Regions from separate parts of the Arachis hypogaea genome. Here region 2 is linked to region 1. The links are chromatin contacts, called in public Hi-C maps. All regions are on one chromosome and are shown on one strand. Each heading gives the region's core, a stretch centred on a gene start, on an enhancer-like site or on the middle of the called end of the contact. The rest is flanking DNA. Distances are from core to core; before and after follow the strand shown. Region 1 holds the start of LOC112744178 (ferric reduction oxidase 2). Region 2 holds the start of LOC140178744.

Region 1 (6,319 bases), core at 2,852-5,351:
ATTAATGACCAAAATATAAAAAGTTATTTTAATACTATAAATAAAAATATTATTTTTAAAAGTACAAATAAAACAATTAATTTAGAACAAAAAGCAAATTTTCATTATTTTTACGGCACTGGCTAGTACTAGTCTAGTACAGTCAGCAGCAGGTAATCTAACATAAAAGAAATGAGAGACCATGCATGTTCCCAATCATTAGGATGCATTCTAATAAGTCCACCAAATACCTCATCAGATTTTCTGTGGTAAATTCGAACTAATTTCAAAACTAAACAACTTGTTTTGAGATCAGGAGGAATCACTTACTGTTCGTATTCATCTTTATTGATTCAATTCTCCAGCTTCAGCTTGTTCTAGGGTTATCGGCAATCGCCAATCTTGAATCCTGCTTGGTATGGTGTATTAGAAGAAGGTTGTGAGACCAACAGAAATGGAGGGTTTCGATCTGATTTTCTCTAGATTGAAGAAAAATAGAGATGGATCTAACTACGAATTTGAATGTGGAAGGGGCGTGTGTTGTTCAAGTTGCAGGGACAGAAAATGTGATGAATTGAAAGTCCGGAACCATGGGAGAAAAGGAGGAGAAAGGGAAGTGGGTCAGAGCGAAGGTGCATTATTAGAGTGCACTCAAATTGTGGGGGTGCATTAATATTCTATTCTATTCACTCTCGTTTGCAGGATTGACTTTTTGTGATAAACTTCCTACTAGAAGTTGCTATTTCGTGATTTTGTTTAAACATTAAAAAGTAAAATTTCTTCTTAGGGGTAATGGTTAATTATCATATATCTTGATTAAAAAATAATTTAAATACAAAATTAATTAATAATAATTGTATTTTTATTTATCATAAATCATTCGTATATAATAATTTTTTTAATTAATTATTGAATTGTATATTGATATTTTTTAAATATAAAAGAAATATCAAATAATTGATGCTTAAGCTTTTTCCACTTAATTTTTTTTTTTTTAGTGAAAGAAGATTCTTTTATTATTATCTCGATTTTTTTACATGGATATATCAATATCAATAATATATATATATATATATAAACCTTTCACTGTAAACGTCGAATTTTTTTTTTTTGTTGCTCTAATGTTTGAACATTAATTATGCATACGGCATAAATTATATGTAAATATTATGGTAAATTTTTTTAACAAAAATATTATTTATACATTAAAATTAACCACTAAAATTAGTCACTAATGTATTTGTATATAAATATATGTGTAATTTAATTTATTTTTAATATATATTTATATTTCACTATGCATTTTATACGAGTGACTAATTTTGGTGTACAAACAATATAGTTATCTAAAAAATAAAATATATTACTTAGACTAGCATAAATGCAGATCGGATCGAATACACCCAAAATCTCGATCCGATCCACACTAAAATCATTGAATCAAATTGGATATAATATCCGCGATTTTTAAATTTAAATCCGATCCTCACATTTATGGATTGGATCGGATCTCAGATATATCCACAAAACATAAAAATATTTTAAAAAATTTATTTTTATTAAAAAATATCAATAAAATTCTTTTTTCCACTCTTTTAAATATGTTCACTCTTAACATATTGTTAAATATACTTTTTTTAAATAATAAAAATAAAATAATATAATATATATAATAATTATTAATTAAAATAAAATATAAAAATATTTATTTATTTATTTATTTATTTATTTATTTTTACAGAATTATAGATATCCACATGAAATCCACCATCTAATTCTATTAGTGTACAAAAGAAATCAAATCCAATCTATGATCACCCTCCCTCAAACAGAATCATCTACAGAGATGTCTCAAACGCTAAAATAAAAATAGGAAGAGGCTCTTACAAATACGACGAATTCACATCTCAATCTTTCGTAGATAATGAAATATTCATGATAGCAAATTTAAAAAGAATAATGTTACACATCTAAGTATTTTTGTTAATTAAGTCTAATTAAATTAATCTAATATCAACAAAAATTAATTATGAATAGCATTATTTTAAATCTCATTATTTAATTTTGATTAAACTTGATTTATAAAAAAACTTGACTACGTAGCATTACTCATTTCATTTAAAAATATGGTAATGACAGTCATTTTTATTTTTTAAGGGGGAAATAAAAGGAATATAAAACTCAGCCATACATCTTTTCAATGCATCATAAAGTGGTCTCTGTCAATTTTTCTATGAGGTTTGAGGGTCTAAATTACCCGATGATGTTTTAAAAGTTATGATGTAAACAAGTAAAGTGATTTTGATACAAGAATACAATACAGAACAAAATTAATAATGATATTAAATAAATAGTCAGAAGGTATGGTGATATAAACAAGTAGAGACTTTAATACAACAAAACAAACACTCCTTAATAGGATTCTCTTCCACAGAATTATTCATCCGCAAGTTTATGTTGGTCACTTTCAAACTCTAAAATTCAATATTTCTTCTCTTATGGTATCCACATAAATTTACACACAACTTATTTACTTGATATCTACATAAATATCACAAACTTTTCTTTAAATATTGCCAACCTTGACATGATCATCACCATCTGATGAATTCACAGGCAACCTTGACCATGATAAAGATTCCCTTGACTCAATCATCTTCCTTCTTATCACCATTGATAGGCTCAAAACAATGCACACAGCAGCTGCCAAAGTAAGCAACAAACCTGAATAATTTCCCTTTGACCAGCTTTTCAGAACAATAGTAGAACAATCCTCTCCATCAAAACTACTATGAGAGTTATTAATCTTCATAACCTCAACACCATTCAAGATACCATCAACAGCATGGGTAATGCTATTCTTTGAGGGACCTATACCAACACTCAAATCCCCACCTACATTGCCATCTCCATAATCAACCACAAAATCAGCATAAAACGGTGAAGCCAATGATCTTGTAATGTAAGACAGATCCAAATCTTCATAAGCCAAATAACCATTGACAAAAACATTGAAATAGAGCATATTAAGTGAAATGCTAGCAATATCACAGAAATGCAACCGAATCAAGTACTTATACCCTCCAAGAATTGGAAACGCCCAAGTAATGTTCACATTGGTAACAGAATCATTCTCACTTCTGATCAACCTAGCACTATTGTACACATTATCAGGTGCAACCTCACGGCTAGCACCTCCATCATGATACTTGATCCTCCCGCCAAAAACAAGCCTTTCAGACCCAAAGCTTGATCTCAATAACCCATCATCAGGAACCCAAGTTCTCCACAATGAATCATTAAAAGGTGTAACTTTGGGACCCCCAACATTGACCCTATGCACAACTTCAAGGGCTTGTTTGTTCAACCCGTCAAAATTCACCAAATTCCCTGAACTACCGATAAACTGTGCTGTTTCAGGGACAAGGTCGTTGGGTGCAGAAATCACCTCAATTGCGTTCACAAACGCCAATTTAGAGTCTCTATTAGGCACAAAAACTATCACGATCTTCTCATCTTCGACGGGGACAAGAAATTCCAAAACCTTAGGGTTTTGCCCTGTACAATTCAAACGGGTGAAGTTGGTCAATACGACGTAGTCATCGACCAAGACTCGAAATTGAGCTCGACCCAGATCGAGTTGGGGTGATTTGAAGGCGTGGAAGTGGAAACGAACGATGTGAGGTCCTTTGTCTTTGAGGGAGAAAGTGTAGCTAGCTGGACTAGTGAAAACCCTAGCGGTGTGGTAGATTGGGGAAAGGCCAGGGAAGGGGTTGTCGTTTCGGAGTGAAACGGACGCACGGAGTGAAGGGGAGTGGAAGGGAGAGTTGGGTGTTCGGGCGAGGTCGCCGGAGAAGAGGCGGTGGTCGGCGGAGAGGGAAGAAGTGGCAGCGGTGGTGAGTGGGGCAGTGGAACCACAATCGAGGAGGTAGTTGTCAAGAGGGGAAAAGGGGTGGGAGAGGGAAAGGGTGGAGAAGGAAAAGAGAAGGAATAAGAAGAAGAACATGGTTGAGACTTGAGAAGGTGAAGAAGAAAGAAGGAAGAAGAGAGTGGTTTTGTGGGAGGAAGAGCGAGTAGAGATGGGCCCACACGGTGTTCACAGCTTGGGTGGCACACTACCAACTGCCAGCTCGGATCCACTTAAACTCAAAAGTGTTTCCCAACGAATTTTGAACTTTTAGAAAATAAGATTATAAATAATTAGGATTAGTTTCAGAAAATTAAGACTAGCTTCAACGTAGGTATCATGGTATAACGGCTTCGTGAATGCGTAGCGCTCTCTCGTTGCCGTTGGTCTGTCGCACTGCCGTTGTGCCTTCTGCGCCAAAACTGTGCGCTGACCTACATGGAATTCTCATGGTCGTAAGTGGTGCGCTCGGATCCTTGAAATCGAGCTCCGCTTGGCGGGAATCTTTGGGATTTGTCTCGATTCAACTTCAAATATTTTAGGAATTAATTTGATGGTACTGAATCTATGATCGGATAAGGATCTTAAAAATAAACTCAGTTATTATTTTGGGTCAGATTTAAATCAAGACGAATCTCACTTTATTTAATTCAGGTGTATTCTAAGAAAATTAAAAAAGATATATATTTTTTAAATTAATTTTAATATTATGTTATATTAATTATAAGTTTATTATTTTATTTTTAATTATATTTGTTGAATTAAAAAATAGATCAAAGAAGCATCAACTTAGAATTTATGAGCAAATTCAATATTAAATATGGATATCAACTTTTCGGTAACAAATTTTTTCTTTATAAATAAGTATATTATAAATAAGTTTCTTTATAAATTATTGTTAAAGCTTTAAAGATCCAGTTTTCACCCGATTTGAATCCAGTATAGTTGTGGTCCGAAAATGTTTAAGTTTCATCGGATTTAGAGTCAGATTAGGGTTTAAAAAATAGATCCGATATATATTTAGAGTCAAGTATGGATCAGGATAAATCCGGTTTCACCCGACCCGTAAACACCCCTAGTCTTCGTTGTCTGAGATCGCGCCAGAGTGTGCTCAAATTGCATCGCCTCCCTCCCTACGTCGATTCCTCATCATCGCAATGTGCAGCTCTCCGTGCAACGTATCCTTGACGTGATCGCCGTCCCTCCCCATGAAACTCCTTCTGCTTCGTTATCATTATCGTGGAGTTGCTCTTTTTTCTTTTTTTTTTTTTTGATGATTCTTTTTACTAGTTTTGAATATTTCTTTTTTTAGGTTCAGATAATTTTTTTTATGTGTTTTAGATATTTCTTCATTTTTTATTTTTGACGATTTTTTTAATAGTTTTTAAAAATTTTTTACTTAATTTTCAAATGTTCTTTTTTCAATATTTTTTAATGGTTTCATCTTATTAGGTTTTGAAATTTTTAAAACCTGCAATGAAGAGTGATCGACATCGGTTGGAGTAGCGCAACAGCGTGACTGAAGCGAAAGAAGAAGGAGAGAGTGAATGTCGTGAATAATAATGAAATAAGAAGGGATGGGTGATGTAGTTATTTTTTATTCAAATTTACTTAGAATAATAGTAAAAAGTAAAAATAGAGTTAGATAGATAAAGTTGTTGATTTTTTTTTTTTGTATTATTAGACTTTTTAATTGAAAAGTATATTATAATTAATAAAATTGGCTCATACCTAGTTGGTCAGTTACTTAACAAAATTGTTTGCCTTTTTTTTTCTATTTCTCTCTCCTTTATTTAAATTTAGGGGCCAAGATTAGTTTGTGGAATAAAATTTTTTTAATTAATAAAATTGTAAGAATACCTCTAGACAAATTTAAAAATATGAATACAAATTCTATATAATTTGAATGATTTATATAAAAAAAAGTATTTATACATTAAAATTAGTTGTATTATTTATTAGTTTATTTTAATGTATATTTTGTATTTTAATATATATTTTATATTAGTAACTAATTTTAGTGGCTAATTTTAATAAAAATTTTATTTGTATACTAAAATTAATCGCAAAAATCAATCATTATGTATTTATGTATAAATATACGTATTTTTAAGTCATTTTTAATATATATTTTGTATTTTAATATGTATTTTATACTAATGACTAATTTTAGTTGCTGATTTTAATATACACGTAACATGGCTGAATTTTAATATATATGTAAGAACGTTGATAAAAGAAAATTGTTTCTAAAATATAAATAAAGAACAATAATACTTATTTTAATCATAAAAATTACTTTTTTTTATTAAATATTCTTTACTGTGGTATACAATGCTAACACAATGCTACCAAATTTTCCAAATAACATTTGAACATGATGATGTATGAAATGAAGTAAAGTGAGTACATGATTGAGACATGAATATAACT
Region 2 (6,319 bases), core at 2,465-4,964, 180 kb after region 1:
ATTTTTTTCATACTTTGTATTTAATTATAAATAAAGCTATTTTATTGGTCTGAAATAATTTTTTTTTCTTATATTAAAAGAATTTTTTACGTTAAAATTCTAATGTGTTCTTATTATTATTGTATTCAATAATTTACTTACTTATAATTATTGCTATATTATATTTTAAATATTTTTATATTGTTCTTATATTAAATATTTCTATTATTTCTACTGCTAAACTTTATCAGTGTCTATGAGAATTATGGGGTTAAAACTAAAGAACATTTCTAATAATATTTGCCAATTCAAATTAAAATGAACCAATATTCCCTTTTGTGATTTTGACCATCCGATGTGTGGTATATATTTAGCTTCTTTTTTCTTACACTTGATATTTAATATTTAGTTGAAATCATCAATTCAAAAGTTGTAAAAAAAAATAAGGTTATATGTTAAGAGTAATGTCCACACCAAATAGAAAAAGATGGATATCAACATCATATACATGGAAAGTTAAACATTAAAAAAATGAAATAAAAATTATCGTTGTTAAGAAGAGCTAGCAATTAATGCACGTTCCATCTATGTTGACCAATTGACAATTGTTAAGAACTTTCTTCTAATTGATAGGTGTCTCATTCTAGATTTCGTATCATTTTGATTTACCCTTTAATTAATTGCAAAGTTGAAATTACTAGCTGGCTATAAATAGGTAGACTGTCAAAATACCCTAAATTTATCGGGTTAATTTGTTTATCCATTTAAATTAAATGGGTAGGTTTTGTCTTTAAAATTAAACTCGTTTAAATTTTGGATTAAATAGGTTAAGTTCGATTAACCCAAAAAAAAACGGGTTAAACGGGTAGCCCATTTAGCTTTTTTTTTTTGCATTTTTTTAAAAAAATAGCACTTTTAGTTTATATTTTCTTCCATTCGACTTGAAAATCTGACCCATTAATTAAAAAAAATATTTTTTTAAAGGTTTTTTACTTAGAAGTAATATTTTTTGTCAAAATATTTTTTAAAAAATAAAATAAAAGAATAAACAGACTGGCCCATTTAACTCACGAACTGACCATAAACGGTCCGAACTGAAAAATTATGGCTCATAAATAAAATAAATTTAAACGGTCTAACCCATTTAACCTACAAATTTAACGAACCGAACCTAAATAAGCCGGACTAACCCGTTTGACAACCCTATAAATAGGTCATGACTCATAAAGCGTGCAATATATATAATTCAGCCTCCAACCAAATATAGTACGAAATTCTTTCATTCCTTCCAAGATATATATTTGGTCATGCTTCATTTGTTTTTCTTCCCAAGCTATTGAGAGTGACATAATATAAGTTATTACTAAATATAATTTGTGGTTATTGACTTTTTTTTCTCCTTTTTCTTTTATCTCCTTAATAGTGGTAGCTAGTAGACTTTTTAGTTTGAATCAAGCAGTGGACGCCAAATTTGACTTATATGAAAGTAACTAGATAACATTATTGTTTCATAAACATAAATAGGAAAATAAATAATATATTTTGTTGTTTATCTCTTACGTATGTACTACTCCTTTTAATTGCCTTTACTTTGCATTATATTCTTTTGCTTAATTAAGAAGAGGTTAAAGAGCTAGCGAGGTTTATATGGAAATTTCAATTTGGTTTCTGAGAGAGTGATTTTCTAGATATTAAATGGACTAGAGAACCATTAATTAATATATTTATTCCAACATAGGTTGAAATTAATTTATACATGTAACACAATTAAATAATGTTGATGATAATGACACCCGAAGTTGGTAACGATTTGGCACAGAAACTCATTATATGTTTGAAAGTTCCGCCAACTACAGTAATTAATTAAATTAAATTAAAGTCAACCATATGCATGCAAACATCTTCTAAATTGACTTCTATTTTTGTATCTGTCTTTTTTTCCCCTTCGCCTATATTATCTACTCTCTTTCTCAGCTTTAATTTTTGGAAATTTCTTTAATTATAAGAAAAATTAGATAAAGAATAAAGGTTTTCATTAATTTTTTTAAAAATATATGTATATTACGCATAATAAATATTTTTGATGTTTTTTTATTAAATAAAAATAATCCTCACTTTACTATTATCCTTAATTTTTCTCATATTTGTTAGTTTGACTTTTTAAAAAGTAGAATGCCATTTGATATCTGAAAAAATAATTTAATACATAATTGAAAATTCTTAGGTTTCCTTCTTCCTAAAGATGCATGCATATTTATATAATGAAGTTGATGGTGATTTGAAAATTTAAATCATAAATAATAATCATACACCTTGTTAGAAACAAGAGACTGAGAGAGTAATCTGAAAGGTGTCTTATTGAGTTGTCTATCAAAAGTACAATATACAAGAGGTATTTATAGGTGCTAAATGAATCAGAGTAATAAAGGCATAGAATCCTATAATTAATATACAGATATACTACATAAATGTAGTCGATACTAATTGATCCTAATTGATGCTAATGATTCTCTAACATCCCCCCTCAAACTCAAGTGGGAGCTAAGGATACCAACTTGAGTTTGGATAACAAAGTCCGGAAACGAGTCGGGTGATGAACTTTCGTGAAGATATCAGCAGTCTGATCTAGTGTTCCAACAGCAATGAGACGAATAGCATCAATAAGGATACGTTGCCGAACAAAGTGACAATCAAGCTCAATGTGTTTGGTGCGTTCATGAAAGACATCATTATGGGCGATCTGAATAGCACTGCGGTTATCACAAAAAACATCAGTAGGGGATGACTGAGGAGCACCCAAATCTTCGAGAAGCCAACGAACCGAGACAACTTCAGCAGTGGTGTCAGCGAGTGCACGGTACTCAGCTTCTGTGCTTGAGCGAGCAGTGAACGTTTGCTTCTTAGCACGCCAAGAAATGAGAGCGTCGCCAAGAAACAAACAGTAACCAGTAGTAGAACGACGATCAGTGGGATCACCAGCCCAATCAGCATCGGAGTAGGCCTGAAGAGACAAAGAGGAATGGGCAGAAAAATAAAGACCATGAAAGAGAGTGCCCTTGATGTAGCGAAGAATGCGTAGAACTGCCGCATAGTGAGTAGTACGAGGAGCTGACAAGAACGGGCTAAGTACATGAACCGGATAGGCGATGTCTGGTCGGGTGACAGTCAAGTAGACCAGACCGCCTACTAACTGTCGATAGAGAGTCGGATTATCCAAAACAGTGCCATCTATAGGGGTAAATCGAACATTAGGCTCAAGAGGAGTAGACTCAGTGCGACTATCTGTAATCCCAGCACGAGCAAGAAGATCTGAAGCATACTTAGCCTGAGAGAGATAGATGCCATCATCGGTGGAGATGACCTCGAGACCAAGAAAATAGCTGAGAGAACCAAGATCTTTCATTTCAAAGGTACGGTGAAGTGAGGCCTTGAGGGCAGAGATACCATCAACATCATCCCCAGTGATTATCATGTCATCAACATACAAAAGTAGAAGAACAACTCCACGTTCGCTCTTACGAATGAAGAGCGCATTCTCATGAGGGCTAGAAGTAAAACCAAGACTGCATATGGTAGTGCTAAACTTGTCAAACCATTCACGAGGAGCTTGTTTAAGTCCATAAAGTGCCTTGCGAAGGAGACAAACCTTATCAGAAGGACAAGGATATCCCGGAGGTGGTTTCATATAGACTGTCTTTTTCAGATCCCCATTAAGAAATGCATTCTTCACATCCATCTGACTGAGAGACCATTTTTTAACCGCGGCAATGGCAAGAAGAGCTCGAACAGACGTAAGGCGAGCGACAGGGGCAAAAGTCTCTTCATAATCAATACCATACTCTTGCGTACAACCTTGAGCAACCAAGCGGGCCTTATAACGGTCAATAGAGCCATCTGAGCAAGTCTTGATCTTGTATACCCATCTACTGCCCACAACTTCCTGATCAGAAGGAGGATCAACCAGATCCCAAGTGTGTGCTTTTTCAAGTGCCTGTAATTCTTCTTGCATTGCTTGTTGCCAATTTGGGTTTGAGGAGGCTTCTCTGAATGTCTTAGGTTCATGTTGATGAAGAATAGTAGAAAAGCAATGGTAATCAAGAAGATGAGGAGGTGGATTCCTTACCCTAGAAGAACGAGCGGGGGGAGGAGGCATGACGGTAGGAGCAGGATCATCGTCCGGTCTGGAATCATCGGGAGATGGAGAAGGCGGAGGAACAGGAGGCTGTGGAGGGTCACTCGAGGTAGAACCTGTAGAATCATCACTAGGAAAAAGATCAACATTGGGGTTAGTAAACAAAGGTGACTGAGTAGTGGGAATCGACTCAAAGGATGAGAACCGAGAAAACATGTGGTGCTCCCAAAAGACAACATGACGAGATATACGAATACGTTTAGAAAGGGGATCCTAACAACGATAACCCTTGTGTTCAGTGCCATAACCAAGAAAACAACATATACGAGCCCGAGGTTCAAGTTTACTATGTTCATGAGGCTGAAGAAGAACAAAACATACACAACCGAAAACTCAAAGAGAACTGTAATCTGGGGGGGGTATGATAAAGACGCTCAAAGGGAGTAACATTACCAAGAACAGAAGAAGGGAGTCTATTGATAACATGAACAGCAGTAAGAACAGCTTCACCCCAAGTACGCTCAGGACACGAAGAGGAAAGGAGCATTGCACGGACGGAGTCAAGAATGTGACGGTGTTTGCGTTCAGCTCTACCATTTTGTTGAGACGTACCAGGACAAGAAAACTCAGACAGAGTACCCTGTTCTGCAAGAAAGGCTAAGAGTTTGGAATCACGGTATTCCATAGCATTATCACGTCGGAAAACCTTAATGGCCTTGGAAAACTGAGTTTTAATCATAGTAGCAAAGTTGATATAGATCTGAGGTAACTCATGGTGATTAGTCATCAAATAAACCCAAGTAAAACGGGAATAATCATCAATGAAAACGACAAAGTATCGAGCTCCGCCCATAGAGGCAGTGGGAGCGGGGCCCCAAACATCAGAGTGAATGAGATCAAAAGGAGAGCAAGCAAGAGATGAATTATTGTGAAAAGATAAAGCAGGTTGTTTGGCAGTTTGGCAAGAAATGCAGTCAAAAGATTCATTCGGAACCTGACCTAAAACACCCTGAGATACAAGAGGACGCAGTTTTTCTAAGGAGGTGTGGGCAAGACGTTGATGCCATAAGTGAAGGGTAGAGGGAGAAGAAGCAGCACAGAGATTTGGTACAGGAGGAATATGAAGACTTTCGAGTTCAAACAACCTTCAGACCTTACGTCCAGTCCTGATGATCTGTCCCGTCCGAGGATCCTGTACACGACAACCAGAAACAGAAAAGGTGACGTCAAAACCCAGATCAACAAGTTGACCAACAGAAATAAGATTGAAGTTTAATTTGGGAATGTAGTAAGTATCAGGAAGATTAAGAGATGACTGAGAGATAGAACCCTTGTGTGTTGCATGCAAGAGGGAGCCATTTGCAGTATTGACAGAAGGTCCATTTGTAGTTGCAGACATGGACGAGAAAATATTACGCAACGGAGACATGTGGTTAAAGCAACCTGAGTCAAAGTACCATTTAGAAGTACCTGGAGGGCTCGATAAAGCAGCAGGGGTATTACCAGAAACAGAGAGAAGACGCTGTAGAAGAGATGCAATATCAGATAGAGAGACAGTGGTAGGTTCAGTAGTAGCAGCAACAGCAGAAGCAGGCGCAGGACGTGGTGGACGAGTAGGACAGGTAGTAAGCAAATGTCCCGAGAGCTTGCAATAACGGCAGAACAACTGTGAACAATGGTAGCTAATATGCCCTTTCTGGTGGCATGTGCGACATTCAACAGAGGGACAGCTGGAGAACGGGTGTCCGAAACGGTTACAGTTGCGACAGAAGGCCCCCTTTCTGTCTGTGGCAGCAAAAACATCTGACTTTGCCATAAAAGTAGTCATAGAGAACAAGGATAGGAGAGAAAAACTGCAATTTCGGAGCAGAAAATGAGGAAACGGATGGCAAAATCGGAAAGAGCTCACCAAAAAACCTTAGGGAGGGGCCCACTTGTCTGCCACGTCAGCGCCACGTCAGATTCCACGTCAGCAGCCACATCATCAAGTAATGACACGTGGCACACGGGGATTGGAGACGCAAGACACGTCAGCAGTTGACAGGGCGCGAGGTGGCGCGCGGGTTGGATGGTCGGGTCGGGTCGGTATCGCGGGTCGGGCACGGGCCGTCTCGCGTCTGGTTGCCACGTGGGGCTTTGATGAGCCGTTGATCTGGAGCGCTGATCCAACGGCGACGGATGCTTCTGGAAGAGAACGCCTGCAACCGG

What was found. Hi-C and Micro-C count contacts between places; a contact is called where the count stands out from the background.
Region 2: a Hi-C map of leaf shows a contact between it and region 1, with 5 times the contacts expected there. The contact joins the promoter of LOC140178744 here to the promoter of LOC112744178 in region 1. A contact is called at or near these places in 2 of 8 Hi-C or Micro-C datasets (both in leaf).

The regions. Positions count from the first base shown.
Region 1 is chr14:130,829,432-130,835,750 of arahy.Tifrunner.gnm2.J5K5, forward strand. LOC112744178 (ferric reduction oxidase 2) reads right to left here and starts at 4,102. Exons shown (of 9, transcript XM_072215051.1): 1 at 3,755-4,102. The coding sequence starts at 3,985. It overlaps LOC112744182, which reads right to left. Exons shown (of 4, transcript XM_025793728.3): 4 at 6,164-6,319.
Region 2 is chr14:131,008,508-131,014,826 of arahy.Tifrunner.gnm2.J5K5, forward strand. It overlaps LOC140178744, which reads right to left and starts at 3,715. Exons shown (of 3, transcript XM_072215981.1): 1 at 2,650-3,715. The coding sequence starts at 3,715.